2 separate regions of the Sus scrofa genome follow, and region 1 is linked to region 2. The links are chromatin contacts, called in public Hi-C maps. All regions are on one chromosome and are shown on one strand. The core of a region is the stretch at or near the end of the contact, and the rest is flanking DNA. Distances in the headings are between cores, read along the strand shown. Region 1 has its middle 14 kb from the start of BLOC1S4. Region 2 overlaps KIAA0232.

Region 1 (2,700 bases), core at 164-2,663, 130 kb after region 2:
CCAGGGCCTTCAGAAGTTCGACTGGGTCAGGACACGCAGGGTGAGTGTACTCACAGCAGCTGTTGGGGAGAGGTACCCTCAAAGTGCCCCGTGCCAGTGACCAGAACAGTGCCCTCTCCTCAGGCTGGGGCATTTCTTTCCTGGGGTCAGGGCCTTGGGGTCAGTCTCTGGAAGGCTGGTGGGCATGAATGGAGCAGAGCCCTGGGGGGGGAGGGAGGGGAGGGAAGGGGAAAGGGGAGAGGGGGGAGGGGGAGGAGGGGAGGGAAGGAGGGCTGCCAAACCTCCAGCTAAGGCAGACCCACCTGCCTGGGAAGGGGGATCCCACGACGACGATGCTTAAGGGGCTGCTGTAACCTCACTCTGCCGCTGCCCCGCACCCCGCCCCTGTGTGGTCCCCAGGGAGTCTCTTGGTCAGATTTCCCTTGGTTGGATCTTCCTGGGGACAAACTCCAAGGCTGCCGGCCCGCCCCTCATCTCCCTCACCTCCTGCCTTCCTGACTTTGGACTTGGTACCCTCGCCAAGCTCTCCAAGCACCCTGGGATCAGCCTCCCTGCTGGGCCCTGCGGTTGCCCTGCCAGCCTGGCCCTGCTGCCCTGGCGGGGTGGGTCCTCTCCCCCTCTGAGGCTCCTGTGGACTCTGCCCCGACTCCAGGCCCTTGCACTTCCCTGCCCTGTCCCTGTCAGTGCAGATGGGTGACTGGGCCGTCCCACTCCTGAGCTGCCCCCCGGGGAGGTCCCCTTACTCTGGCTATGGAGAAATTACTCTGTGATTCTGGCCTGGAACAGCCACCTGTTAAGCTTACAGATTCTGCTGGCCAAGAATGTGGGCTCCTCTGGGGCCTCCACTGGCTGTCTGTCCCCTGGGGCCTCCCTCCCTCCCCGCATAGTCCCTCTGTCTGGGGGAGCACATAGGAGTCCCACTGCTTGGTGGGAGCCCCATAAGGAGGGTCCATAGGACTGTGGTCCCTTAGGAAGACTTAGGGTGGGGAGCTCCCGTCATGGCGCAGGGGAAACAAATCTGGCTAGTAACCATGAGGATGAGGGTTCTATCCCTGGCCTTGCTCAGTGGGTAAAGGATCCGGTGTTGCCATGAACTGTAGTGTAGGTCGCAGACATGACTCAGATCTGGTGTTGCTGTGGCTGTGGTATAGACTGGCAGCTGTAGCTCCGACTGGAACCTCCATATGCCATGGCCTGGGAACCTCCATATGCCATGGCCCTAAAAAGCAAGAAAAAAAAAAAAGATTTAGGTCAGCCCCCAGAAGGTTCTCAGGAGATTTTTGTTGCCCTGTTAAGCCCACGTAGTCCCGCTGCAGCTTCCAGAAGAGGAAACAGAAGCTCAGGACTTGCTCAAGGCCCTCAGCTCCAGGGATCCCAGTTCAGCTGCACGTCACTGCCCCCTAGTGACCACAGGCGGGATGTCCAGGAGCTCGAGGGCTGAGAACCTGCATTGCCCCCCAGGGAGCTGACCCTGCCTCTCCCAGGGCAGCTGGCAAACCCTTGAGCCTTGGCAGGCTCCAGCACAGAGTGCAGGTCAACACATGCTTATGTCCTCGGGCTCTGTCATCCTGGTGACACCCCCAACAGTGATGTCACTATAGATCTCTGAAGTCCCTAGGGGGCAGTGTGGTACAGACTGGACCGGCCACCTGCTGAGTGGCTACGGGGTGACCGGATGACCACAGGGTGAAAGGTCACTGTGATTTCTTTGGGCAAAGCCATTAATGACCCCTGTGGTCCCCAGGATAAAGGCCACAGTCTTTGCAGTGGCTTGCGAGCCCCACCCTGTCTGTAGGACTTCAAGGCCTCTTCCAGGAGACTGAACTCAAAGCCTCTGGCCCAGACGAGAATGACCAGACTCCTGTCATCGCCGCACCCATCTCATTGTAACATCACTTCCCCACCTTGAGCAACCCCGCCTACGCCTTCCTACCCCTCCTGGGAAAGGCATGCAGCCCACTCCTCACCCCGCCCTGTAGGGCCTTGTATAAGCGCCCCAACCAACCAGTAAGAACCCCCTTTCCCCAACTACCCATCAGATCAGCAGGTGTACGTCTTTTCTCTCCCTGGGCTATAAAAACGGACAGGATCTTGTGCCGGGGGGGTCTGCTCTCCCTGACTATCAGGAAGTCCGCCCACTCTGCTAGCAGTGTTTCTTTTCTTCACAAACTTATCTTTCTTTTCTGGAAAATTATTTTTCCAACCCACAGCCATGATGCTCTGCCCCACCCCAGCCTCAAACCACAGAGGTTCCTACTGCCTGAATTCAACCATCCGCAAAATGAGAGGCCCCAGGCTCCACAGGCTCGTGGGAGTCAGACTAACACCCCAGCTGCAGGGTCCTTACTCCCATCTCGTGCTTAGCCTTTTTTTTTTTTTTTTTCTTTAAAAAACTGTAAAATTTGGAGGTCCTGTCATGGCTCAGTGGTTAGTGAATCCGACTAGGAACCATGAGGTTGCAGGTTTGATCCCTGGCCTTGCTCAGTGGGTTAAGGATCCAGCATTGCTGTGAGCTGTGGTGTAGGTCACAGACACGGCTCGGATCCTGTGTTGCTGTGGCTGTGGCGTAGACTGGCGGCTACAGCTCCAATTGGACCCCTAGCCTGGGAACCTCCATATGCTGTGGGTGTGGCCCTAAAAAGACGGGAAAAAAAAAAAAGTCAAATTCAATACGCCAAGCTGAATTTTCATACGTTAATT
Region 2 (2,700 bases), core at 124-2,623:
AGTATCCGTGAGGATGTGGGTTCAATCCCTGGCCTCCCTCAGTGGGGGAGGATCTGGTGCTGCCGTGAGCTGGGGTGTAGGGCACAGACATGGCTTGGATCTGGCATTGGTGTGGCTGTGGTGTAGGCAGCTGTAGCTCTGATCCAACCCCTAGCCTGGGAACTTCCATATGCCACAGGTGTGACCCTTAAAAAAAAAAAAAAAAAAAAAACCCACGAAAAAATGAAAATCAAAAATTTTTTTAACAGATTGCTCACGGAGTCAAAAAAAAAAAAAAAAAAAGCAAAAACAAACCCCAGGCCATCAGGCCATCATAAACCACATGTTCTTATTATATACCCACCACGAGACACTCACAACAAACAGGTGCTCGCACTCCTAAGAGACAGGCCTGAACACAGGATAAAGACGGCCAAGGCCCGCGCTCCTGAGCACGGACGCGGTGTGCAGGGAGACAGAAGAGGCACGAGATGTGCTCCCGGAGCACACGGAAAAGGGATCTCAGACAGGAGGAGGTGCAGCACAGAAAACAAAGCAGGGGAGCGTCCTCTTTGCTCTTTCTCAACTCAGCAGCGAACTAAACCATTGTGGAAAAGGGAGGAAAAGGGGGCCAGGCGTCTGACCAGGTAAGTGGCCCGCGGGAGGGGATGGGGCTGTAGCTGGAATTAGAAGGAATCAAAAGAAGTCATTTACTCCAATGGTTCTCAACCCTGGCTTCACACTCAAAGCACCTGGGGAGCTTTCAGAAAAGTCTGGAAGTCCAGGCCCGAACTGAGATTGTGAGGGACCTGGTCTGGGGTGGGGTCTGTATCAGGCGGTGCTGACACACAGCCAGCGCTGAGGCCCACCGGCCTTCACCCCGATCAGCCCCACTGACCTTGGCTCTAAGGGGCAGGCAGCAGAGGAACGGGGAAGAGCCCTGACACCAGTGTACCAGCGCTCCAGGCCGCCCCAGGCAGGCGCTGCAAGGGGTCGGAAGTGCCCGCTGAATGACTGGGGGCCCTCCGCCATCAGGGGCAGCCAGTGCCAAAGGGAAGGTCAAATGGTGATCCCGTTTCAAAGGGGAGGGAACTAGGACTCCAGGAGGTTCAATATCTGCCCTAAGTTACATCACAAGAAGGAATGTCATCAGGAGCCAGCTGACATCTGTCTAATTCCAGAGCCTGGCGGTACTTTTAGCCTCTTGTTATGAACACAGATGATGGAGTCGCCGAAAGTCTGGTTACTGCCCGAGAGCCAGCAGCTGGGAGGGAAGTACCTGATTCCAGCTCAGTGTTGTCTCCTGCGCCCTTAACCGTCATCGAAGCCATCTCCCTGCAGGGCTCTCGCTCTAAGACTGAAATCACACACACACGGGGAGCCTTCCAAGCACTCTGAAGCCAACGTATGAGCTACGGAGATGGCCAGAGCCGCCAGGCACACAGTCTGCAAGGCCCTCTGTGCCTGGCTGACCTCGCCCACCCGAACTGCCAGGCACACGGGGGCCCAGCAAGGGCTTCTGCTCCTGCCCTGGCCGGTGCTCCTGTCTCCCCATTCGGGTAGGGTAGCCCCGGCTGTCATGTGGCCTGTGGCCCATTCCCTCAGGTCCCTGATCACGGGTCAGGGACAAGGGCCACCTGCACAGCACCTGGAACAGAGCCTGGCATGAGGCAGGGACGCGTATTTGCTCAATCTGCGTGTGTGGACACAGAGCAAGGCAGGCTGCCGGGCAGCACTGGGCTTTGGTGTGGGATGGGCCCCCCCCACTGCTCTGGGGCTGGGCCTCCCTAAAAAGGGCCGCTCCTCCCTCCTCCTCCCCAGGGAGGCTGGGGCTCCAGCTAAGGCCCAACTAGCAGCAGCATGGGCTAGAAGCTTCAGGAGCAGGGATGAGAGTCGGCCGGCACAGGTGCTGAGGGGGTGAGAAGCCAGCTGCTCCCTGGGCCCCCCTGCTCCTGAGACCACACTGCCCAGCCTGCAGGCTGAAGGAACCGAGCTTCACAGCGAGACTGCAAGGCGTGTGCAGGGATTTAACTCACAGTTGTGAGTTAAAGGTCTTCAGAAGCCCGGCTGCCATTATTTATCCACGGAGAGTTTCTCTGCAGGCCATCCTGCAATTTACTTTTTTATTTTATTTTGTTTTTCTGGGACTGTTGTCTTTCTCTGAGTGTTAGAGCATATGGAAACATAACTTAGAGCAATGTTAATTCCATTTATCAGGCTGTACACGACATCCCTAATACTTATTTATCTCACGACTGCAAATACGTACCTTTTTTCTTTTCAGGGCCGCACCCACAGCACATGGAAGTTCCCAGGCTAGGGGTGGAATCAGAGCTGTAGCTGCAGGCCTATGCCACAGCCACAGCAATGCAGGACCTACACCACAGCTTGTGGCCACACCTGATCCTTAACCCACTGAGCGAGGCCAGGGATCAACCTGCGTCCTCATGGACACTCATCAGGTTCTTAACCTGCTGAGCCACAACGTGAACTCCCACCCCGCAACTGACAGGGGGCTTTCTGTGTGGACAGCCATGAGAAGGCCCTGCAAGGACTGGAGAGGGAAGCACCAGAGCTGAGAGCTGAAGCGGTTCCTCACTAATGACAGAAAACCTGGCTGAGGCTCCTGAGACAGCCTGTGACACAGCGACAAAGCACCAACTCAGTGCGCTTGGACGACACCCTAAGCCACCATGGAGATGGTCCTGCGACCCTGGGCCC

The links. A called contact is a pair of places that touch in the nucleus more often than the background predicts.
Region 1: a Hi-C map of liver shows a contact between it and region 2, with 2.0 times the contacts expected there. The contact joins two enhancer-like sites. A contact is called at or near these places in 16 of 47 Hi-C or Micro-C datasets (alveolar macrophages, blood, embryonic fibroblasts and 8 more) and 2 of 2 datasets of contacts at active chromatin or transcription factors (alveolar macrophages and skeletal muscle).

The regions. Positions count from the first base shown.
Region 1 is chr8:4,080,803-4,083,502 of Sscrofa11.1, forward strand. No RefSeq gene overlaps it. Among named protein-coding and RNA genes, the nearest start is that of BLOC1S4, 14 kb to the right of the region's middle. Within about 2 kb of position 1,414, at least 19 of the 83 cell types and tissues checked have an H3K27ac peak or open chromatin away from gene starts, as enhancers often do. A contact at or near this core is called in liver, where this site is marked.
Region 2 is chr8:3,947,793-3,950,492 of Sscrofa11.1, forward strand. The region is part of intron 11 of KIAA0232; the gene reads right to left. Among named protein-coding and RNA genes, the nearest start is that of TBC1D14, 30 kb to the left of the region's middle. Within about 2 kb of position 1,374, at least 10 of the 83 cell types and tissues checked have an H3K27ac peak or open chromatin away from gene starts, as enhancers often do. A contact at or near this core is called in liver, where this site is marked.